Linked DNA regions of Mus musculus: regions 2, 3 and 4 are each linked to region 1. Evidence: chromatin contacts called from public ChIA-PET, HiCAR-type and HiChIP or PLAC-seq data. All regions are on one chromosome and are shown on one strand. The core of a region is the stretch at or near the end of the contact, and the rest is flanking DNA. Distances in the headings are between cores, read along the strand shown.

The links. ChIA-PET counts read pairs in DNA pulled down with a chosen protein or histone mark. HiCAR-type assays count read pairs that join an accessible place to other places. HiChIP or PLAC-seq counts read pairs in DNA pulled down with a chosen protein or histone mark.
Region 2: an HNF4G HiChIP or PLAC-seq map of pancreatic cancer cells shows a contact between it and region 1. The contact joins the promoter of Rab26 here to the promoter of Gnptg in region 1. A contact is called at or near these places in 1 of 39 promoter capture datasets (pre-B cells) and 1 of 115 datasets of contacts at active chromatin or transcription factors (pancreatic cancer cells).
Region 3: a HiCAR-type map of astrocytes shows a contact between it and region 1, with 2.8 times the contacts expected there. The contact joins the promoter of Pigq here to the promoter of Gnptg in region 1. A contact is called at or near these places in 1 of 484 Hi-C or Micro-C datasets (embryonic stem cells) and 1 of 115 datasets of contacts at active chromatin or transcription factors (astrocytes).
Region 4: an RNA polymerase II ChIA-PET map of memory CD8 T cells shows a contact between it and region 1, with 31 read pairs. The contact joins the promoter of Tbl3 here to the promoter of Gnptg in region 1. A contact is called at or near these places in 3 of 39 promoter capture datasets (fetal liver, hippocampal neurons and pre-B cells) and 2 of 115 datasets of contacts at active chromatin or transcription factors (memory CD8 T cells and pancreatic cancer cells).

Annotation. Positions count from the first base shown.
Region 1 is chr17:25,236,423-25,242,290 of GRCm38.p6, forward strand. Gnptg (N-acetylglucosamine-1-phosphotransferase, gamma subunit) reads right to left here and starts at 3,694. Exons shown (of 11, transcript NM_172529.3): 1 at 3,638-3,694; 2 at 3,492-3,549; 3 at 3,353-3,420. The coding sequence starts at 3,689. It overlaps Tsr3 (TSR3 20S rRNA accumulation), which reads left to right and starts at 3,748. Exons shown (of 6, transcript NM_026676.3): 1 at 3,748-3,942; 2 at 4,022-4,241; 3 at 4,642-4,835; 4 at 5,266-5,439; 5 at 5,737-5,800. The coding sequence starts at 3,831.
Region 2 is chr17:24,530,623-24,536,490 of GRCm38.p6, forward strand. It overlaps Rab26 (RAB26, member RAS oncogene family), which reads right to left and starts at 3,125. Exons shown (of 9, transcript NM_177375.1): 1 at 2,755-3,125; 2 at 1,590-1,700; 3 at 164-205; 4 at 21-87. The coding sequence starts at 2,961. It overlaps Gm33508 (predicted gene, 33508), which reads left to right and starts at 3,273. Exons shown (of 3, transcript NR_169077.1): 1 at 3,273-3,363.
Region 3 is chr17:25,938,561-25,944,428 of GRCm38.p6, forward strand. Pigq (phosphatidylinositol glycan anchor biosynthesis, class Q) reads right to left here and starts at 3,429. Exons shown (of 11, transcript NM_011822.4): 1 at 3,255-3,429. It overlaps Nhlrc4 (NHL repeat containing 4), which reads right to left. Exons shown (of 2, transcript NM_001039038.2): 2 at 3,673-5,758. The coding sequence starts at 5,211. The coding sequence ends at 4,801.
Region 4 is chr17:24,704,966-24,710,833 of GRCm38.p6, forward strand. It overlaps Tbl3 (transducin (beta)-like 3), which reads right to left and starts at 2,688. Exons shown (of 22, transcript NM_145396.4): 1 at 2,559-2,688; 2 at 1,150-1,201; 3 at 970-1,065; 4 at 836-883; 5 at 600-741; 6 at 432-516; 7 at 182-352. The coding sequence starts at 2,599.

The DNA.
Region 1 (5,868 bases), core at 2,444-4,943:
ATTCAGATCTCTGATCACATGCTAAACTGTACTTAGATGTACAGTCAGTTCTGATGCTCTCCTTGATAACCGAAGCCAGGAGCATGGGTCTTTCTCATGGCTGTCTCTAGCTACTTTATAGCGTCATTTCTGTCTTCACCTTCCTGTTGTGTGATGTCCTCTCAATTCGGGCTGAGTGACTTCCCTTGGTGTTCCTGATAGGACAGGTCTATTGATTCTCCTGCAGGTTCTGTTACTTAAGAAAATACCTGCCTTTTTGAGGTGTGCCAGGGACTCAACCTAGGACCTCGAGCATATATTCTGAAGTTCTATTGACCTGGGGCTGTATGAGAAAAATAAGAACAAAAACTGGGGGCTGGAGAGATGGCTCAGCAGTTAAGAGCACTGACTGCTCCTCCAGAGGTTCTGAGTTCAATTCCCAGCAACCACATGGTGGCTCACAACCATCTGTAATGGGATCTGACACCCTCTTCTGGTGCATCTGAAGGCAGCTACAGATTGTACTTAAATCTTTTTTAAAAATTGGTTCTCTGAAAAGATAGCAATACTGACACCTGGAAGCTGGGTGTGATGGCTTCGTGCCTGTAACCCCAGCACTGCGGAGACTGGAGCAGGACGCACTGGTGTGGTGCTGGTGCCAGCATGGGGAGATGGTGTATTCAGAGAAGTGTGTGTTGTGCAAGCACGAGGAACTGAGTTTGGGTCCTCAACACCCACATAAGAAGCTGGATGCCAGCAATGTCAGTGCTGGACGGGCAGAGATGGGCGGAGTCTCCGCGACTTGCTGGACAACCAGCCTAGCTGAATCCTTGAGCTTTAGATTCAGTGAGAGATCCTGACTCTCAGTAAGTGTTCGGAAGCAGTAGAGGAAGACACCCAACCTTGACCTCGGACCTCCACACAGGCACACACAAACACATTACACAGAAAGAGAATAGGAGGGGGTGAAGAGACGGGTGGGTGGTCGTGAGCACTTGTTGCTTTTGTGAAGGATCCAGGTTCGGTTCCTAGCATGTACATACGTGATGGCTCACAATCATCTATAACCCCAGTTCTAGAAAACCCAATGCCTTCTTCTGGCACAGGTACTTCACACAATATGGTACACAGACAGCAAACAAGCAAAACACCCAGTAAAATAAAAGCTTAAGTAAAAATAAACTGAGCCTGTAAAAATAAACCTGTAGCCAAACTGACTAGGAAAAGCAAAACTGTAAGTAAGTAAGTAAAACTAGAAATAAAAGTTGGGGTATTTGCAACCAACATCACAAAAGTAAAAAGGGTGATTGGTAACTATGAACGAATGGATGTAGTTGAAACTGACAATTTCCTCCGAAACACGGGCTTGCCAAGGGTGGCTTCGAGGAAGCAGCAGGCAGCTGTGAATGAGCACACCTGTGAGGTTAGGCAGCCCATCTCCTAGGCTGAGTAGCCCTTCAACCAAGTAGGTTTCTCTCACCCCCCCTCCCTATCTCCCCATCCTCTCTCCTGCCAAGACTGTCCTGGAACTTACTGTGTAGGTCAGGCCTGGGCTTGAACTAATGATCCTCCTCTGAGGTGCTGGGATAATGGTCTTGTGACAGTCTATGCATACTGTATCTTTTTCTTTCTAATATTGCTATTAAATGAATAAAAATAAACATCTGCAGTACTGGGTTCCTAGCAACATCTGGCCCCTCCTGGCCAACCAAGGAGCTACATGTTAGTTTGGAAGGGCTGTGGAGAAGTCTTACGATTATACACAAATACACGCGCGCGCGCACACACTATTATACACAAATACACACGCACACGATTATACACAAATACGCACGCGCGCACACTCACACAACCTCACAATGTAATGGTAGCAGGACTTAAAACAGTGTCACCTTATGAAAAGGAGAGAAGATGGTAACAGTTGACTACGAGAGGAGCCTGGTAAGTGCTCTGCAGCCCTGAGCTATCTCTTCTTCACGGGATCAAATCTACAAACCAGCTTGCCCAACATGCCTAAGATAGTGGGTCACCAAATCCCCAGAGTGCAGCTAGTCACGTTTTTTTTTTTTTTTTTGGAATCTTTATCATGTATCTACTTATTTATTTATTTATTTTTATTAGATACTTTATTTATATACAATATAAATAAATATTAAATAAATTTATTATTATATATATTTATATATATTTATATTATATATTTATTTATATATAATATAAATATATATATATAAATAAATATATATTTCAAATGCTATCCCGAAAGTTCCCTATACCCTCCCTCCACCCTGCTCCCCTACCCACCCACTCCTGCTTCTTGGCCCTGGCATTCCCCTGTACTGGGGCATATAAAATTTGCAATACCAAGGGGCCTCTCTTCCCAGTGATGGCCAACTAGGCCATCTTCTGCTACATATGCAGCTAGAGATATGAGCTCTGGGGGTACTGGTTAGTTCATATTGTTGTTCCACCTATAGGGTTGCAGACCCCTTCAGCTCCTTGGGTGCTTTCTCTAGCTTCTCCATTGGGGGCCCTGTGTTCCATCTTATAGATGACTTGTGAGCATCCACTTCTGTATTTGCCAGGCACTGGCATAGCCTCATACGAGACAGCTATAACAGGGTCCCTTCAGCAAGATCTTTCTGGCATATGCAATAGTGTCTGGGTTGCCAAGGTTCTTTTATGCTGGCCAGCCCTGAGCCACCTCCAACAGCTTGTCTTTCAGTCCTCCTAGGATCTTAGTCCCAAATTTCCTGTGCTGGTGCCCTCTCCACTCCGTAAGACCTAGAAAGGGCTAGATACACCTGGAGTGTTGAGTCTTCATACCCAACATCCCTAGAGCTTCTAATTGGTCTAAGCACCTGTGGAAAGTAGAGGCTTTAATACCACAAGTTGGAGGCCAGCTTGAGTCTACTATAAAAGACTTTGAAAGACTCTTACCTTAAAAACACAAAAGTAGCCGGGGGTGGCACACGCCTTTAATCCCAGCACTTGGGAGGCAGAGGCAGGCGGATTTCTGAGTTCCGGGCCAGCCTGGTCTACAAAGAGTTCCAGGGCTATACAGAGGAACCCTGTCCCGAAAAACAAAACGAAACAAAACAAAAACCCCACAAAAGTTAGGGATGTGACCCAAGCCTTGAGCGCTTGCTTGCTTAGCCCTAGGTAATCGCCAACCCTGGGAGCGAGAGGGGATTGCAGTTCCAGTATATACTTCAGAGCATTTAAAACACTCAAGTTTGACAAACGAATTCGTAACCCTTCAGCGAGTACATTATGAGTCCTTCATCCAAGGCACCCTTCCCTCCCTAACCGAGAGCTTTTTTCGGCCCCCTCAGTCAGCACCTCGGCCAGCTCCGCACCCTCCCGCGCTCACCGGATACAGCTGAAGGCTCTCTCTTGGGCTGAAGGCGGCTTGCCTGGGGCAAGAACGGGTTATTCAGCCTATGGAACAGAGAAGGTCAGAAGAGCCAGCCAGGCTCGGTCCCCAAGCCGCAGGACCGTGATCCGCTCACCCGAATGTGTTAGGCTCCTCCACCACCTTCATCTTCCCGGCACATGCCGGCGCGGGCCCTGCGGAGCGGGGAGAGAGGTGGTGAGTAGGGAGCGGAGGCGCGAGCGACGCCAGCGCGCGGGGGGCTATGTGCGCGGAGCCACTGACCCTGCGACGCGAGCCCCAGCAACATCAGGAAGCCAGCCAGCCGCCCCGCCATTGCTCCTAGGGTCTCACGGTCACGTGAGTGACAGCCGGAACTGACTCCCCTCAAAACCGGAAGCTGTGCGAGCGCGCACGCGCGCACGCTCTTGAACAAACGCTGGAGCTGAGGATTTCATCTCGGATTTCATCTAACATTATGGGCCGCAAGAAAGTTGCTCGCGGATCCAGGAAAGAGAGCGGTCGTGTTCGGCGACCCTCTGGCCGCTCTCTGGATGCTTTCGCTGAAGAGGTGGGCGCTGCGCTGCGTGGTGAGTTTGGAGCAGTCGGAGCAGCGGGTCGGGCCTGGGAGCAGGCGCTGAGGACCCGGCCTTCTCTCTCTCCTTGTAGCATCCGTGCAGCCCGAGGAGGCCGAGGACCAGGGCGGCCCGGGCCCTGCGGCGCTGCCTTGTGCCTTGGCTATGTGGGAGCTTGGTCACTGCGACCCCAAGCGCTGCACGGGCCGCAAACTGGCCCGTCTGGGTCTGGTGCGCTGCCTGCGCCTGAGCCAAAGGTTTGGCGGTCTGGTGCTCAGCCCAGTAGGCACTGAGTACGTGTCTCCGGCAGACAGGTAGACACCAGAGGCCTGGGGATCGGGGAGGGGTCGGAGAGGGGTTGGAATGCCCTTCCCACCATCTTGTCTTTGTTAAACTGCCCTGTATCAGGAGTATCATTTTCTTCAAGCCTTGCTTATTGGTCTTGGATGTCCACATCTTTCATATGAGCAGAGTTGTATTTAATTTGACCCTTTTCATAGAGCAGGGCTATAGTGTAGAAAGCCTAGGAGAAACATTTGTTGTGTAAAGTAAACACTGTCCAGCTACCCTCAACTGCTTCCTGAAGGGTTCTTTCTACTATTGCAATAAACCATAACTTCGAAATAGCAGAGTGATCTCTCATCTGTAGTGAAGCCAGTCTCCAAGGATGTGCCTTATTTGGGGCCCTAGAACCTACCCTACACTCTCTGACAGACAGCTGGTGGCACAGTCAGGGGTCGCAGTCATAGACTGCTCCTGGGCCAAACTGGACGACACACCCTTTCAGAAGATGCGAGGGAGCCACTTGCGGCTCCTGCCTTACCTCGTAGCTGCCAACCCTGTAAACTATGGCCGGCCCTGCAAACTTTCCTGTGTGGAAGCTTTCGCTGCTGCCTTCTGCATCGTAGGTGAGTTTTGGGTCTGACAGAAGCCTGGCAATGGCAGTCTGGAGGCTGACTGCTTGCCCCCTCCTCCTCCCTCACCTGGAGACTGGGGTTTCTTCTGGCAGAGTCTGAGCAAGGGGGTGGGATGTGAGGAGAATATATTGGGAGCCATTAGAAAACAGCCTTTGTCTTCAGTCTCAGTGCCCACATACAGTCTTAACCTTATGAAGCAGAGGTAGAGGCAAAATGGACCACTGCCTTCCCTGGATGGTGTGTGGGCCCAATGGCTACCCCGTAAGACACAGAGACTAGGATAATAGGACTGTTTCTCAGCAAATGAGAGGAACCTTGGGAACTGTAGAGGAGGTGACAGCTTCCTGAGATAGCAGGCAGGGTCATGCAGTTGTGCTCTCTATAGGTGTCCCAGGCATATCTTTGGTTTTTGTTCCACTAGGCTTTTCAGACCTTGCTGTCATTTTGCTTCGGAAGTTTAAGTGGGGCAAGGGCTTCCTGGACCTGAACCGGGAGCTCCTGGATAAGTACGCAGCTTGCCGTGGCCCGGAGGAGGTGTTGCAGGCTGAACAGGGGTACTTGGCTAGCACCAGGGACACGCCTGAAGAGGACATCGGTGAGTCCTGGTGTTGGCTGGGAGCCCCAGAGAAGCAATCAAGTCCCTCCAGGGCCTTAGGAGCCTAGAGCCTGAAAATCACTTAGAAGTCCCCTTCCTCTCTTCTTCTTTCTTTCTTTCTTTTTTTTTTGGGGGTGGGGGTGGGGGTGGGGAGAGGGTTTCTCTGTGTAGTCCTGGCTGTCCTGGAACTCACTTTGTAGACCAGGCTGGCCTCAAACTCAGAAATCCGCCTGCCTCTGCCTCCCGAGTGCTGGGATTAAAGGTGTGCGCCACCACGCCCTCTCTTTCTGTGTTCAGATCCCTTTGACGTGGACTCAGGGCGGGAGTTTGTGAATCTCAACAGGCCCGTGGCCAGCACCCGGTAGGTCCTGTGAGCCCCCAGGTGCTTCTGAAACCTTGACCCAGTTCCTCCGGCCTTGCGGGTGTGGC
Region 2 (5,868 bases), core at 1,875-4,374, 710 kb before region 1:
CCCCATGTCAATGGGCTTACCGTGAGCATCTCGGTAGTAGGCATGGGTGACACTTCGGAACCGCTCCTGACCAGCTGTGTCCCAGATCTGTGGCAACAGGCACTGGTCATACTGCCCAACCTCTCTCCCTTGTGTCTCCAGCCCCACACTCCTGTCACCTCACCTGCAGCTTCACCTTCATGCCATCCACATCCAGAACTTTATTCTGAAACAGAAGCAGCCAGCAAGCAGTAAGGATGCCTGCCATCCTCTGGTGGAAGTAGGAAAGGCAGTAATAGAAGCAATGGATGGACTTCCCACTGAGTGGAAGTTGGAGGCCCTCCTATCCCATTCCTACAGTGCCTCCAGTGCCAACCCTGGGCCTCTGTTAACAAGCACGTACACCCCAGGTCATACCAGCTCCTACTTGTCAAAAGTGTGGAACTGTTAGTACACTTCCGGCATAAAGACAGATACTAGCTTAGGAGCACCTTCAACTTGAGCTCCTTCACCCTGCCTGGAGAAGCTGATTTTATCCCCTCCCCCCTCAGTCACTGGGACACCCATTTCCCAGGAGATGGTCTTATGCTTGTCTGACTCTCTACTGTGCCCACAGAGCCCAGATCTATGGTTGATATATAGGGGATATTCGTGAATTTGCTGTCTGCAAGTTTTCCAGATCGGTCCCTTTCAAGATGAGACACTAGACTAAAGTGCCATCCACCTGTCATCCCAAAGAAGGGCTGACTAGAGGGTGGAGCTACAGGAGGCCAAGCCTGGCTCTCCCTTTCTCCAGAGCTTCCAGATCTTGAGGGACCCAGGCTCAGCCTGGCATCTGCCTGGCACAGGAGGGTGCTTCGCCTTTCCTGCACCCTGAACAGGGGTGCAAACCAAGCAGCCCTACAAACCAAGAGGAGGAGGGGGAGGCCATGACAGGCAAGGAGACCCGTTTTCATGCCTCTCCTCCTCCCTCTGGTACTTCAGCCTTTACTTCACCCTAGACTCTTATAACCTAGAGGGCTTAAGGAGACCTACAGTCTTCCAGGCCTGTATAGGATAAAGAACAGGTCCCACTGGAGGGAGCCCCTTTTCCTGTCTCCAGAAATGGGCCTTCCTCCCAACCCCCTGCTAACTGGGTCAAATTAAAGGGTGAGAAAAAATGCAAATTCAGGATTTGCCAAGAACACACCAACACCTCAGCACATGAGATTCAGACTGGGTGGGGGTGGGGATGGGCTTTAACACTAGCACTCGAGACCCTGCCTGGGATCCTAAGGAGGTCTCCATATGCAAATGCAGGGATCTCCTGAGTGAACAGGCCTTAGGTTTTCTCTCGCTGTCACTATCCTGGAGCACAGCATCAACCCCTGGGATGAGAAAACGGCTTCCGCTGAATGCAGGCACTACCCTGGGTATTAGGAGGCTTCCCAGGACCCCCGGACTCTCAGGGGTGGGTGGCAGATGCTTTGGTAGCTAAGCTCCACCCCCTGGGCCTATGGACATGTCAGGAGATTGAGAATCCACAGCCAAGGGTACTAGGAGGACTATGTATAGGAACCATAGCACAGTGGGACCCAGTCAGAGCTCGGGACACCGGCCTCTACTCTCACCCGGAAGTCGATGCCCACAGTGGAGATGAAGGTACCAGCCAGGAAAGCCCCATCCTTGAAGCGCACAAGCAGGCAGGTCTTCCCCACACCGGAATCCCCCACCAGCATGACCTAGAACAGGCAGGAGGATCAGAGGATTCAGGCTTGGAGCCGAGGGCCTTGCCCACCTAGAGATGCTTCTGATCTGCCTTGAGCTGTGGGGGAGGCAGGAGAGGAAATGAGTATCCCAGGCCTGTAGGTTCAGCAGTGTGGACCCCAATAGCATGGATGCCCAGCTTCTCTCTCCCCCTCCCCACCCTCACCCCCGTTCACCCCCTATCACCTCTCCCTCCAACAATGCTGCCTCAGTCACAGAGAGTGAGGACAGCTGTCCCCATCCAGGACCTTACCTACCCCTCCTCCATGGACAACATGCTTGATCTGGGAGGGCAGCATTTGGGGCCTATGGGGAGCAGAGCCATGGGAGTGCAGCTGGAAGCTCCTAAGAGACCTTTGGGGACTCAGTATTGGGGGCCTCTTCGAATTCCAGCAAAGACACAAATCTCAGCAGCAAGGTTCGGAAGAGGTGTGACAGCTTTTGAAGTGAAGAGGGGGTAGGGATATCTGTGGGCCTGAGGGCCAGACCAGTGAAGTCTTTCCCACCCACATGATCCCTCAGGCCAATGTTTCAGGACCCAGTGATGGCCCTGCCTTCGGAGGTCAATTCACCTAGGCTTCAATTTTGTTCTGGTCTAGGGTGGCCTTGTTCTCTTCTCTCCCAGAAAAAGGACACTTACAGCCCCTTGGGGGGGTGAGGGAAGGCAGCATATGGATGGGAAATGATGAGACAGGAGCACCGGTAGGGGCCATAGATCCCAGAGGGACAGCTTCAAAACTCTGATCTTGCTTGGCCTTGCAGTAGATGGAGTGGGGGTAGGGCCCTGCCAGCTGTTGAATACCCCAGACCCTAGTCTAATAGTTGTGTTTGTGTGTGTGAGAGAGTGTACGCGCGCGCTCGTGCACGCACGTAGGGTCGCGTGACAATGTAAGGTACTGCCGTGCCATCTGCAAGGTGCTGTGCCAATTCAGCGCCGAGGGTCTGCAAGGCCCTGCACTCTTCCCCAGCGGCAGTCTAGGATCCAACGCCACCTGCTGCATTCCCATGGCGGGGAGGTGCCTGGCTCACCTTGAAAGCAACATCGTAGAAGTCTCCAGTGCTACCAAGTGAGGGCCGGATGGACTGCGGGGGCCCATTGGGCGGTGCCTCTGGGCCAGGGCGCACAGTCCTCGGATGTGCCAGACGTGGCCCATTGGTGGCGGCGGCGGCGGCGGGCAGCGTAGAGGTAGCCGGCTCACTCCCCCCCTTGCTCTTGGGGGTCTTCTTCCTGGACATGGTTCTCAGTGTGCTCCTGCTGCTACCGCTGTGTCCCGGGTTGTCCCACGCCCCGTGCCCGCCAAGACCGACTCGGACCCGAACCCGTCCCGCAGCGGCAGCGGCGGCGGCAGTAGCAGCAGCATCTCCAGCACTCAGTGCCTGCCCCGCCCCCGCGTCCCCACAGGCGGCGCAGCCATTCAGGCCCAGCCTCCCGCCACCACTGCCAATGGTCGCTCTGAGGCGGAGCCATGCAAATAAGTCTGTCGCTCCAGGGGCGGGGTCAAGAGGTCCCAAGAAGGCCTTAGGTGTGCATCCCAGGAGCATGCTCCAAGTGCACTGTGCTCAAAGGGCTCCAGTTGTCCAGTGAAGGAAGCACCAGGATCCTGTGTCCTCTCTTTGCCCCAGTCTTCAATGTCCCAGGTCAGTAACCTAGCTCAATAGACTAGTCCATGGACCTGGGACTACGATGTGTTCTGAGATGAGGATGCTGGGGCAGATGGCTTGCATGAATAGGCAGCCTGAGATTCAGGGTTTTTGTTTTTGTTTTTCTATCAGAGATACCAGCCATCTGACTACTTGTCCTCAATGCTATTCCCTCCAGGATAGGCAAATTTAAGAAGCTCCAACACTCATGCTTCACAAACAATCCCTGCTGCACCGAGCACTCTGGGCTCAGCTGATCAGAGGCATAACGGGCACGCTGTTCTTCCTCACGTATTTTTTTTTTTTAAGATTTATTTATTTGTTATGTGTACGTACACTGCAGCTGTCTTCAGATACTCCAGAAGAGATCGTCAGATTTTGTTAGGGATGGTTGTGAGCTACCATGTGGTTGCTGGGATTTGAACTCAGGACCTTCATAAGAGCAGTCGGTGCTCTTAACCACTGAGCCATCTCTCCAGCCCCATCTTCCTCACATATTTTGCCACCTGGGTTGAAGTACGGATATCTAAAGTGAGAAAGAAGTAGTTATCACAGCCAGCCAGCATCAGGCCTTCAGAGATAACCAAGGCATAGGTTAGGGTTAGGATTAGGGTTAGAGGTCTGCCCTGACAGCCTAGAAGATTGGAGGTCCCTTCCTAGAATTGACTGGCCCATGGTCTTTCCATCCTAGGTTCTCATCCAAGAGAGGTCTGTGTTGATTTTCTAAACCCCAAACTGGTTCAGGACCTGGTATACCCTTCTCCTGATTCTGACCCTGCTGCTTTACCTATGCTGACTGGAGGATTTCTGTCCAAAGCCCCTCACCTAAGACACTCCAGTCAGGAGAAAGAAAGTCAGAGTTAAGGACAGTGGATGCTGGAGGGTGGTGCCTTTGAGACCCAGTATTTCTTGGTGTTCCTCTGGAATGGCCTAGCTGTTCTCCAAGATGTGATCATTGTCACCAAAACTCTGCGTTTCTTGACGGCCTTCTAAACTTTCTCAGTTGGCAGAGAGCAGAGCATGAAGAACTCCCTACCTCTGTGGCTCAAAGCCTCCTCCTATCTCTTTCAGGCCAATTTCCAGATCTGTATACATCCTGACCCAGAGTGGGGGTACTGGGCTCTCACTTTTGCATTCCCTGAGGACTTCAGTATCCCGTCCTCACAAGGCCAACCTCAGCATGATTGGCCCAGGATCTCAGCTGAGAACCTCAACAGCCTGTGCCTATCGCCCTAGGAAGTAGACCATGTAACCTCCTTCCAGCTACTGCCTAGAATCCGTCCAGTACAGGGCATACACATAGAGTTCAAGTTTGGACGTTCTAGGCAGGAGCTGCAAGGAGGAGATTCAGGTTGAGGGCAGTGAAAACAGTGCAGGCATCTAGAAGGAGAGAGAGGGAACAGGCAAGCCAGAGAAAGTGGGAGGAGAGCAGAGGAGGGGCGCCTCTGACAGCAGAGGAGACAGACTTGCTTTTAAAAGGAGGAACATTTACATAAAATCCAGGTCTCTGCTTTCTCCCGAGAAGCCTCAGGCCCCACACTTCTGCTCCTCTTTGATCACTATATCTCAAGGCTCCTCTGCTCCCATCCGTTTCTCACTCTGGAATGGGAGCTTTTCTGGGAGCAGGAAGCAGCTTGTCTCGGTCACAGCCATATCCCTGGCAGCCAGCTCCTGGCCTCAGTAAGCAGCTACTAAATTGGCAAAAGAAATACAAGTTAGAAATTCGGCCCTCAGATGGGCATGGTGACGCATGCCTTTAATCCTTGTGCTCCTGAAGCCCGGGGAGACAGATCTTAGTGGGTTAAAGGTGAGTGAGCCTGGTCTACATAGCAAGTTCCAGGCCTATCAGGACTACACAGTAAGACCCTGTCTCAAAAGTATTAGTTAATTAAAATTAAAAGAGTCAGGCGTGGTGGAGGGCATGCCTCTAATCTCAGCCATTGGGAAGCAGAGACAAGCAAATCTCTGGGAGGCCAGCCTGGTCCACATAGTGAGTTCCAGGACAGCCGGAACTACATAGTGAGATCCTGACTCAAAAAACAAACCAACAAAAGAAGATAGCAACTGGGAGGTGGTAGTGCCCACCTTTAATCACGGCACTTGAGGGGCAGAGGCCAGCCTGGTCTGCAGAGCGAATTCTAGGACAGCCAAGACTATCCAGAGAAACCCTGTCTTGGAAACAAACAAGATGGCAAGGGTGCTGGTATTTTCCCTGGTGATAGAGTGGGTCTGTGTCTCCTCCCCTTGAACCTGGGCAGAAGTGATCCCAGATTCTTGCACCCTGAGACAGTGGTTTTCAGGATCTGGGTACCATGATGAGAGAACACTCAGGCTGAGTACACAGGAGCCCAGGAGATGATGCCATATACAAGAGGGTTTCACTATGAAGACCAGACTGGCCTCAAGCTCACAATCTTCCGGCCTCAAGCCTTCCAAGTGCTGCAATTCTAGCAGGCCGCCATGTTCCTCTAGAGGCGAGCCTTTTAAAACCATAGTTTCCTA
Region 3 (5,868 bases), core at 2,179-4,678, 700 kb after region 1:
TGGTGTGTCTGAAGTCAGCTACAGTGTACTTAAGATATAATAAATAAATATTTTTTAAAAAATAAAAAAATAAAAGCGAACCAAACAAACTTGTTTCGGGGCTCAGGAAAACTGGATGCACACCTAGATCACTGGTCCTAAGGCTGCGGGTAAGGCCTGCTTAAAGGAGCCGCTCCTCCTGTGACACGGACCATGTCCTCCTGTTGCTGCTGCCACAAACTCATCAATCCCGAGCTCCGCCTAAGTCAGGATTTGAAACTCCACCAGTTCCCATCCTGGAAAACTTGGTCCTCCAACCTCCAAGAAATCCTATATAAGTTTGCTTCTCACTCAGTTTTCTGCTACTTCTAGCCCAAGCAGAGGTAGCTGCCATCTTGTGTCTTTCCCAATAAATCTCTTGTATGAGGCTTGTTGTGTGGTGTGACTTTGTGCTTGCTATTCCTTGGCTCCAGACTGCCAGGACACCTTTGCCTTCAGAGCTGTAACACAGAGACTCAGTCTCAGAAAGTAAGTAGAGAAGAGGCTGGAGGTGTAGCTCAGTGGTAGCGGCTCTGCTCTGCCCTCTGCTCACCTGAGGTACCTCTGGGTAGTACTCCTCTTTCTCTGGAATCCTTGGCAGACACCCCAAGATGGGGCTCCCAGCAGAGCAGTATTTCTCTCCATGAGAGAATGTCAACGCATTTTCTGTGAGGGAACAGCAGCCCTCCTGACCTCTCAGGCTCTTGGTGTGAGCATTAAGAACCACCACAGGGGCACCACCACAGGGGCTGGAGAGATGGCTCAGCGGTTAAGAGCACTGACTGCTCTTCCAAAGGTCCTGAGTTCAAATCCCAGCAACCACAAGGTGGCTCACAACCACCTCTAATGAGTGAGATCTGATCTGATCTGATGCCCTCTTCTGGTGTGCCTGGTGTGCTTACATGTAATAAATAAATAAATCTTTAAAAAAAAAAAAACCACCATAGTAGCTACAAATCCTTTACTCTGTGGACCCCACTCTGTTCCTTCCACAGAAAAGGTGCTGTTTGGAGATTGTGGGTGTCCTCCACTTGTGCCTGCTGATCTGAACTGCTGGAATGGTTGGCAAGGTTCAAGTGCCTACATATGCCTTTCTTTAGTCAATACCGCATCTTGCCCATGTGAAGTGAAGGACACAGCAACCATGAACAAAGACCCCATTTTTGGATCCTTTCCTGAGGGAGGCCCAGATCTTGGGCTGAAGCCTAGTTTCCTGGTCTAGTGTCTGCACAAAACAATTGGAGTCGAGGGGATAGACAGTGACACAAGTGGTGGTGGTAGCTGGCCCATAGACAAATGGCCAGAGCTTGAAGGATCCAGGTGCAGCTGCTCCCTTCCTGTCCAGCCCAAAGCCGTCACATGGACAATGTGGCAAAGCTTTTTGGTTTTGATATTGAGGACTAGACCTAGGGTCTCATATGAACTATAACCCAGCCCAATGCTGAGAGGACTAATGGGACCCAGCACTGTAGGACTTCCAAATGCTGGTGCTGATTAAAAGAACAGTCCAAGCCTGAAAAAGCCGTTAAAGAAGTCTCGGGAAGCCTTTCCATAGAACTCTGAGTCAGAAGTCTCCAGGAAAACAAAACTCCAAAGAACCCGGAGGAAGCAGGCAATTGGTAGGTGTCCATAGGGAAAACCTGACGCCCAACACTAGGGCAGGCTAAATCCCCATAGCCAGTGTCAAGAACCAATTTCTCTTGTCCCTTCAGTAGGAACTGACTCCAGAAGGCCATGACATGAGGCACGGCTAAAAATACTAGAGCCATTCCGCCTGTAAGAGCCCCGGCGGGTCACTGTCATAGGGAACCCTTCAGCCCAGCCCAAACTCTTGTTCAACAACTTTGTAAGGACACACCAGCTCAGTGAAATATCATTTGACTCTCTGGGGGAACACTTCACATGAACTAAGGAAAAATGCTCACAACCGTGTAGGAAGAGAAATGCCCTTGATCTAATTATAAACAGATGTTTCAAAGGTTGGTTTGGAGTCTGCTCACAACTCGTGAATCCACTGTGCTATATACACACTGTGTCTATGCACATCCTCCTTGTGGAGTATGCTTCATTTACAGTTTACCTTAAAGCAAAAAAGCTCGGGTCAAAGGAAAGAAGGTGCAAGGCAGAGAGAGGTTGGAGCTCTGATCTGTGGGGTACTGAGAGAACTCAAGTTGAGGCAAATCCCCACCCTCACTCCCATCTCAGCCTCCGGATGCACTGAAGTGTAAGAAGGAGTGTGCTTACACTGGGCTGCTGGGATCCCAGCAGCAGAAAATGATGATGAAAGAGCAGGCGATCGATACAAGAGGTGAGAGGCTGGAGCGAGAAGGCAAAAACCTGGGATGCGTGAAGGCCTTTAAAGATGCTGATTAAAAGAACAGCCCAAGCCTGGAAAAGCTACCTTTGCTAAGAAGGAGTCAGTTCCCTCCCCGACAGCCCATTCCCAGGAGGGTTAAATAAGAGGCCCCAGGAAGTCTCTTCACAGAACTCCAAGTCAGACTTCAGCAGCAGAGCTACTGCTTACTTCCCCTGCAAGGAACAGGCTTGAGGGATGGCCAGCCCAGTTAAGAGAGACCTGGGACACATCATAGCTGAAACATTACTTTGTGAATCTTTGAGAGGGTTCATATTTACCCCACGTTCAAACAACAACAACAACAACAAAACCACTTTTCTGACTAGGGATGTAGTCAGTTGGTATGGAGCCTACCTAGCCTGCACCAGACCCTGTGTTGAGTCCCCAGAACCTCATAGACCAGTAGTAGCAGTGCATATCTGTAATCAGGAGGTGGCCAAAGGACAATCAAAAATTCAAGGTCATCCTTTGCTACACTAGGATTTTGAGGCCAACCTAGCCTAAAAGAGAACCTGCACAGAAACACATTTTCCGCCTCTGTAAATGCTTTCCTTTTTCATTTCAAAAGGAGGGGGTAATCTGTTTCTGATCTTTACTGGAGTGGATAAATATGAGCCTCTCAGCCAGTGCCCCAGGAATCTTCCAGCCAGTTCCCGGCCTGGAGGGGAGGAGGGGCCTCTCGGTGCCCTCAAGTTCCGGAGAGCAGGCCCAGACCCACAACGGGTGCCGCTGAGCCTGGAGGTCAGCTGCGTGGGTGGCCGCCTCTCCCTCTATCCCGGCCTCAGGTTTCCCATCTCAGAGTCTTTAGGACCAAGAGGCCTGCGCTACCTCGGGATTTCCTCCTCTTCCTCTCCCGGCCCCGCCACCCGCTAGTGCTCACCAGCTGGTCCCCGGGGCCGCGTCCCCGAGCGGTAGGGAAGGAACTGGGTTGGGCACTGCGTTCGGCGGGCCCGGGAGGACGACCGTGCTTGCGGCTCCCAGGCCCGCCGCGGGACATCAGCACCATTTCCGCCGGCTCCGCGGCGTTGTCGCGCGACGGTCCGGTCCCCAAACATGCCCGGGCTGTCCATCGCCTGAGCCCGAGAGTTCCGCGCGCGCGGCTCCTGTCATCAAAGCTACCCTCGCTGTAAATATCCTGAAAGGTCCGGTGGATCCAGCCTTTGAGGACCATGGTAGCCGCTTTGTTCTTACCGCCTGGCCTCCTAAACCCAGGCCCTTCCATCTGTTTCTATCCATTGCGAGTAGGGTGCATGCAGACCCGTGTGGGCCGCATAGTCTGAAAGCAATACCCCTAACAACGCAGTAACTAGTGTTTATTGAGCATCTACTTACAAGCAAAGTTTCTTTCATTGTCCATTAATCCCCCACAACATAATGAACAGGGCATATTGATTTAGCCTGCAGGAGTGACATGTGTGTTGACCTCAACGTCCAGATGACAGGCTGGGTGCCACCCCACACCCTAAAGGAGCAAAAGCAAGGAGCTTTTTCTTGCTTCTTCCCACATGAAGAACATGGGTGAGACCAGATTCTCAATGAGTAAGCTCTTCAAACACACACACACACACACACACACACACACACACACACACACACCCCTCCCCTTCCAGATCTCATCTGTAACATGGGAGGAAAGGCTACTGTTTTCCTGTCTTGAATGGAAGGGTATGAAAGAACCTGTGCTACCCAGAACCGTCCCAGCACCCCACCTAAGTGCTCAAAAGTGGTTTGGACCTGGATTGAAGGGAAAACTGAAGGTATCTTTCAAAACAGGGAGTGTCCAGTAGAGGACCTGCCCTTGCTATGTGCCCTACCAGGACACATGTTGGCCTTACCCCTCTGATTTGCCTACTCCTTACCTCTCTGTTGGGCCCAGAGTGCTGTTGGAGGCTCAAGAATGGGAATATTTTTGAAGCTGGGGGGAACACTAAGGGACCACACCCTTCCCCTAAACTGCCCAACCCAGCCTAGCCACACCCTCCCTGCCTGCCTGCCTGCCTGCCTCTGATTAGGATGTAGGGGTTGGACACCTGGCAGGAGATCTTGCCTAGCTATCTGCTGGCAGACAGCCTCAGCACCCAGGATCTATAGCTTCAAGTGTTGCCTCAAAGCTCAGGCCTCCCGAGACCCAAGCTAGCAGAGCCAGGGACTGAGTGGCCCTTGGGTTTTAGGGGCATGAAAACCTATGAGCATACTTAATAGGGAAGTGGAGATGGCCCAGTTTAGAACCTCATCAAGAAATGGTGATTCATGGTTTCTGTGTAGACAGGGGCACTTGCCAAGAGGAAATCACAAAGCCAGCTAAGACCAGGTATCAGGAAGACGGCTCAGCAGGCCCCAAGGAGCCTACCAACCTTCCATGATAGTACAAAGGACTCAGGCCCGGCCAGTCCTAGCAAGGGGCAATTTCCCCCAGAGCCTACCCCTCAGGCCATCTCCCCCAGATACTGGTACAACTTGATGCAGTTGTCCCCTGCATCTGCCACCACTAGTTGGCCCTGGGGTGCACAGGCCATACCCAAGGGCCTCTTTAGTCCCTCCAACTGCAAACAGATGGGTGGCCCAACCCGGGGAAACAAAGTCACTTGGTGCCTCTGCTCATCAGCCACAATAATGCTACCCTCTGCATCAGAGCACACACCTGCTGGGTGGCCAAAGTTATGCCCAGTCAGGGTTCCTAGGGAGCCCAGAGGCTGGTGGGCACTGCCAAACAGCTGTACATCCCCAAACTCTTCACTCACAGCAAAGCCCCCATCAGGCCCTGGACCTACCCAACAAGGGCCCTCCAGACCTAGCATGGAGGTTGGAGCAAGGGGCTCCCAGGTTGGTCCTAACATGAAGCTGTGAACAGTTCCAGGCAAGTAGTCTGTCACCAGGAAGTGTCCAAGAGCATCCACAGCCAGCCCTCGGGGGGACAGGAATGTGCCTACAGTCACCCAGCGGCCCTGGGGTTCCCGGGAAGTGTACTGGAGAGCATACACAGCCCCGTGAATGAGGTCACTGACCACCACAAGCCCTGCAGCTGTCACCGCCACATCCTCTGGGACAAAGGCTCCAGTTCTAGGAATGCAGCAGGGTAGTTGACAAATGGAGCGTCCCTCAAGATCCAGCACATGGACACAGGATGCAACACCAGCCGTCAAGAAGAGCAGACCATCTGGGGAGCAGTGCAGGCCTCGGGGGCTCCCTGCAGCCCCTGCTGGCACCAGGATTTGTCCCAGCAGGCGAGGCTGCCGAGAGCAATTGGCATCTCTAAGTTGGTCCAGCCTGAGATCAAGATGTCAGGGGTAGGTGGCTGGGGTAGGGGCAGCCCAGGAGGTCAAGGTGTCAGGATAGATGGGAGGCCAGGGGCAGCAAGCAGTCGCGGCCTTGGCTTCTTTGCAGCTGCAAAAGAGTTGGAACATCCATGCATGCAGATGGTGGCTCATGGGCACTAGCACCCTCCCGTTGTAGATGAAGAGCTGGGGAGTGGGGGTGGGGGAGGGGGAGGGGGA
Region 4 (5,868 bases), core at 1,438-3,937, 530 kb before region 1:
TTTTTTCGAGACAAGGTTTCTCTGTATAGCTCTGGCTGTCCTGGAACTCACTTTGTAGACCAGGCTGGTCTTGAACTCAGAAATCCACCTGCCTTTGCCTCCCAAGTGCTGGGATTAAAGGTGTGTGCCACCACCGCCCGGCTGACCTCTCCTATCCACCCACCAGTAGCCAGCCACTGACCTGAGCATAGTGTGGCCACCCTCACTAAAGGACAGAGAAGTGACAGCACTATAGTGTGCAGTCAGGACAGCCAAACATGAGCGGTCCTGCAGTGACCACACGCGGATAGAGGTGTCCACAGCTGAGGAGAAGAGCAGCAGGCGGGTGGGGTCTGGATGGAAGGCCACCAAACTGAAAGCAGGGACAGACAAATGAGCTGGACTTCCAAGGGTGGTGCCCCCGCCCATCCTTCCTCCACCACCCTACTCACTGCACCACACCAGGTGAGCCTCGAAAGTGGTGTGTCCCGTAATGTTGCACAATGTCCCAAACACGTACAGCCCCATCACAGCCGCCTGTAGGGATGTGTTTGAGGTTAAGGGTGTACAGAACCCTACCTTAGTATCCCCCCAGCACACCCACCTAGCTGGGGTCCTACCTGTGGCTAACAGTGTAGAGGTGGCATCAAAAGCCATGGAGGCCACAGGAGCTGTGTGTATCGCCTTCCACAGGCGAGTGACAGTGCCTTCCCGCCAGGCCCACTGAGCCAGCAGCAGTGCGCGGCTGGCTGTTACGAGTACCTGGGGAAGGGTGTGGGATAGTAAAGATGAGGGATAATACATTCAGTGTGGAAGGGAGGTCCCAGAGCTTACCCACCGCCCCTACCCATCATACTTCATCATCAGGACTGAGGTCAAAGGAGGTAATGTCCTCTTGGTCCTCCTAAAGGAAGAGTGGGCATAGAGAACACCATAAGAATATGCTGCCCTCCCCCAGGGCCTCTCACATCTGCCCAAGTCTGTCCTTACCTGCTCCAGGCTCCGAAGCAAAGCCCCTGAGGCCACATCCAGGATGTTAACTTTGGTACCACAGACACAGAAGAGGTAATGGCCAGTCTGGTCCAGCTAGGGACAAAAGGGGTCTCAGCCAAGGAACTACTCAGTACTCACTAAACCCCCCACCCCCGCTATGCCCCTGGGGATAGTTACCTGTGCTTTCCCACCCTTGTAGAAAGGTTCAATCTTTCGCTCAACAGCATAGCTGGGAAGAGAACAGGATGCTGAGTGATGGCCTAATGTCCTTGCCCCAGTGCCCCCAGACCACTGGGTGCTCTCCCAGAGATGAGACAAATGCTTGCCCTTGCTGAGCGCCCAGGCAGCAGCAGGAACCCGGGGGTGAAAACCAAGCATCTCCGTGGGAGGATGTTTCACATTATGGAGAGGCTGAGATGCATGCCCCAGTGGCTCTCATGGGGTCATCAGACAGGTTGAAGAGATGGGCCTGACTCAAGGTGAAGGAAGCCCAACAGCCCAGGCTTCAGCACTGAGGTCTTTTGGGGGCTCTCTACTAGTTGTGGGAGGCCAGGAATAGTAACATACTCTCAAAGTCTTGACCAGTAGGCCCAGCATGCCACCCCACTCCTCCAGCCTCAGTGTCATTTGGTTTCTCCCGACTAACAGTGACTTCTGGGATCTGACTAAAGCTGCCCTCTTTTCCACTCCCTCTACTGCTTTGGTCCAAGCCGATGAAATTTTCTGGGAGGTAATGGCGGTGGCCATTGCAGTCTCCTCAGTGAGTTTCTTACCAGCGCTTTCATCTCTGTTGTCTAATGACTTCTAAAACAACTGAGGGGTGTCTCTGCAGTGCCTAAACTTCCCCTTCTTTCACACCTCACATGCTTTTGTGACATTACCCTGCCTGGCCCAGAAGGACTTTTGCCTGCCTTCCTTTCTTTCTTTTCTTTTCTTTTTTGTTTGTTTGCTTTTTGAGACAGGGTTTCTCTGTGTAGCCCTGGCTGTCCTGGAACTCACTTTGTAGACCATGCTGGCCTCGAACTCAGAAATCCGCCTGCCTCTGCCTCCCGAGTGCTGGGATTTAAGGCGTGAGCCACCATGCCCAGCTTTGCCTATCTTTCTTAATAGTCAACACCACAGCGTCACTGCTCCTGGCCCAGGCACTATAACAGGTCATTTGCTTCTGCCCTCTATTTGGGCTGGGCTGGGCTTTCCAAATTCAAATGCTCTGCCCTCCAACCTCCTAAGTCCAGTCCGTGGAAGTCTGCCCATCAAAATAAAAGCAGCGTCGGAGACTCTGCAACCAGTTAACCCATCAACAGAGATGCTGTCAGCACCGAGGCTTTTCTTTGCAAGAGCTCCCTTGCCATAATCCATTCCACTCAGTGACAGATGGAAATTAGTTATCTGAAAACTGCACACTATGAATAAAGGCAGAGCCTCTTCCTATCTTAGCACTAAACAGCAGCTGTTCACAGGGGAACTGACTGAGCTCAGGACTCAGAGCCCCCGCTATCACAATGAACACCCCTCCTAAACTCCTGGCTCCCTTTTCCGGTTCCTCCCCATTTCCCTTCGGGTCCGCGCCTCCTCCGAGGACTTACTTGGCTTTGAAGCGGCACAATCCCGCCGCAGTCTCGGCCATGTCCCAGGGCAGCGCCTCCAAGTTCAGCAGCCTTTCTCCCCGCGTGAACCGGCCAGTGTGCTACTCTGTACTTCAAGGCACGCGGTGATGACGTCAGGAGCCGCAACTCCTTGACGCCATCAACATGCGCGCCGGGAGACCGGCTGCTGCCACTGGGAGTGGGAGCCGAAGGCATATCCAGTGTGGATGCTGGCAGCTGGCAGTAGAACGTCTTATTTACTGTTTTCATTTGGGTCTGTTTTCCTTTCCTTTCCTTTTTCCTTTCCTTTCCTTAACTGTCCTGTCCTTTTTTTTTTTTTCTTTTGGTTTTGTTAGACAAGATGTCTTTTACAACAACGGATTGGTGTCTCGGCGGTGCTTAAAGCTTCCCCTATCGCCGGGCGTGGTGGCGCACGCCTTTAATCTCAGCACTGGGGAGATCGAGGCCAGCCTGGTCTACAAAGTGAGCTCCAGGACAGCCAGGGCTATACAGAGAAACCCTGTCTCGAAAAACAAAAACAAAACAAAACAAAACAAAACAAAAAAAGCTTCCCCTATCACATGCTTCTGTAGATCTTGTCCAGGACTTTCGCCTCTGTGCCCCGCCCCCAACCCGATGTGTGTTTGTGTGTGTGTAACTGTCTGTCTGTCTCGCTCTCCTTTCCTCCTTCCCTCCCTCTCCCCCCACTCCCTTTTGTGTTTTTCGAGATACAGATTCTCTGAAGCACTGGTTGTCCTAGAACTCGTTCTATTGAAGATCTGCTTACTTCTACTTCGCGACTGCTGGATTTAAAGGCGTGTCCTTCCGGCTTGTTTTCTTTTCATTAAAAATTAATTTGTAGCCGGGCGTGGTGGCACACGCCTTTAATCCCAGCACTCGGGAGGCAGAGGGAGGCGGATTTCTGAATTCGAGGCCAGCCTGGTCTACAAAGTGAGTTCCAGGACAGCCAGGGCTATACAGAGAAACCCTGTCTCGAAAAACCAAAAAAATAAAAATAATAAATAATAAATAAAAAATAATAATAATTTGCAGGGCTGGAGAGATAGCTCAGTGGTTAAGAGCATTGGCTGCTCTTCCCGAGGTCCTGAGTTCAATTCCCAGCAACCACATGGTGACTGACAGCTGTTTATAATGTGATCTAATGTCCCTTTCTGGCATGCAGATGTATATGTAGATAGAGCACTTTATAAATAAATTTTAAAATTAACTTGCAGGCTGGAGAGGGCTCAGTGGTGAAGAGTGCTGACTGCTTCTCCAGAGATCCTGAGTTCAATTTCCAGGAAACACATGGTAACTCACAAACATACATAATGAGATCTAGTGCCCTCTTCTGTCCTGCAGTCGTACATGCAGGCAGAACACTGGTTACATAAATAAATCTTAAAAAGAAAATTAATTTACACTCAGTAAGCTGAGGTAGGTGGATCTCTGAATTCAGGGTCGGCCTTGTCTATAGCATAAGTTTCAGCACAGCCAAGGCTACACAGAAAAACCCTGTTTCGGGAAAAAAAATGATTAAGGAAGAGTCTGATTATGTATTCAGTTAGTTTTAGGCTGGTCTGGAATTGTGTGATAATCTAGACTGGCTTCAGGCTCAAGCTCTTTCTGTTTCAGCCTCTCTGATACCCTCAAGTTATCATTTAGTGTGTGTGTGTGTGTGTGTGTGTGTGTGTGTGTGTGTGTGTGTGTGTGCGCGCACGCGCGCGCGCCACACATCTGCCCACTCCACATAGTATATGTATAGACAGAGGACCTGGAAATAACTTCTTTCTTCCACTGTGTAGATCCCAGGGATTAAACTCAGATTATCAGGCTTGGCAGCAGTTACTCAGTGAGACATCTCAGACATCTCTCTAGGCCAGTTTGTGTGTGTGTGTATGTGTGTGTGTGTTTCTGAAAACAAGCAACATGGTCTTTTTTTTTTTTTTTTTTGGTTTTTCGAGACAGGGTTTCTGTGTGTGGCCCTGGAACTCACTCTGTAGACCAGACTGGCCTCGAACTCAGAAATTCGCCTGCCTCTGCCTCCCAAATGCCCGGCGCGCAACATGGTCTTTATTGGCCTGGTTGACTTGAAACAATCTAGCCCAGGCTGGCTTTGAACTCACAGAGATTCCCCCTGCCTCTGAATCATGAGTGCTGGAATTAAAGGCATGTGCTATTACCACCCTCCTTCCAGGCCTTTTTATCTTAACATGGATTTTTAAAGTGCTTTTGGCCTAGGCATGGTTGGAGATACCTTTAATCCCAGTACTCAGGAGGCAGAGGCAAACAGATCTCTGAATTCAAGACTGGCTTGGTCTACTTAATGAATATCAAGTCACCCAAGACTCTGTAGTGAAAACCTGTCTCAAATAAACCATTTTCTTTTATTAAATGCTTCTGGAAATGTTTACATTTGCCCCTTAGCAGGTATGGTCAATATGTAACAGTCCTGAAAGATGTAACCATCTAGGGGTCTTGATTAGACTCATTTTCTCTGCCAATAAAAGAATTAAAAGGCAGGGGAAAGAAACTCAAGTGTAACAGGTGGCAGCAGAGAACTCTCAAAGATGGCAAGCAGGACAAACAGAGTGAGCAGGCGAAGAAAGTTGGTTTTTATGGGTAGGAAATCATACACATAGCAGGCATAAAGACCCTCCATGATGCAGAAGAGGCACTGAGACAAGGCCCAGCTTCTCCTTGAGAGCCTGGAGTTTTGAAAGTTTCTGGTGTCTTCCTCCTGCTAATTTAGTGCTGGTTACTTTGAGGAAAAACAGGATGGCTGATTGGCTCACCACTACCACTGTGGTGTAAACATATGCTGACCCACCTTTGAACTTGGTGAGCCAGTCCATTCTCAGGGCCCCTACTGGCAAGAGAGACAGTGCACAGGTGAAACCTGGAGGTAGTGGCACAGTTAGATATGAAGAAAAGGCCAGGCAGTGGTGGCTCACGCCTTTAATCCCAGCACTTGGGAAGCAGAGGCAGGTGGATTTCTGAGTTTGAGGCCATCCTGGTCTACAAAGTGAGTTCCAGGACAGCCAGGCTACACAGAGAAATCCTGTCTCAAAAACAAACAAACAAACAAAAAAACCAAACCCACCTCCCCCCCAAAAAAATGAAAAAGAAAAAAAAAAAAAGAAAGAAATGAAAAAATATTCAAAAGGAAAATTTAAAAAGTGAAGTTGAGCTGCGTGCGCAGTGGTGGTGTCTCCTTTTTTCCCCAGCACTCTGAAGGCTGAGGCAGGTGGATCTCTGAGTTCAAGGCCAGCCTGTTTTACAGAGTGAGTTCCAGGGCAGCCAGGGATAC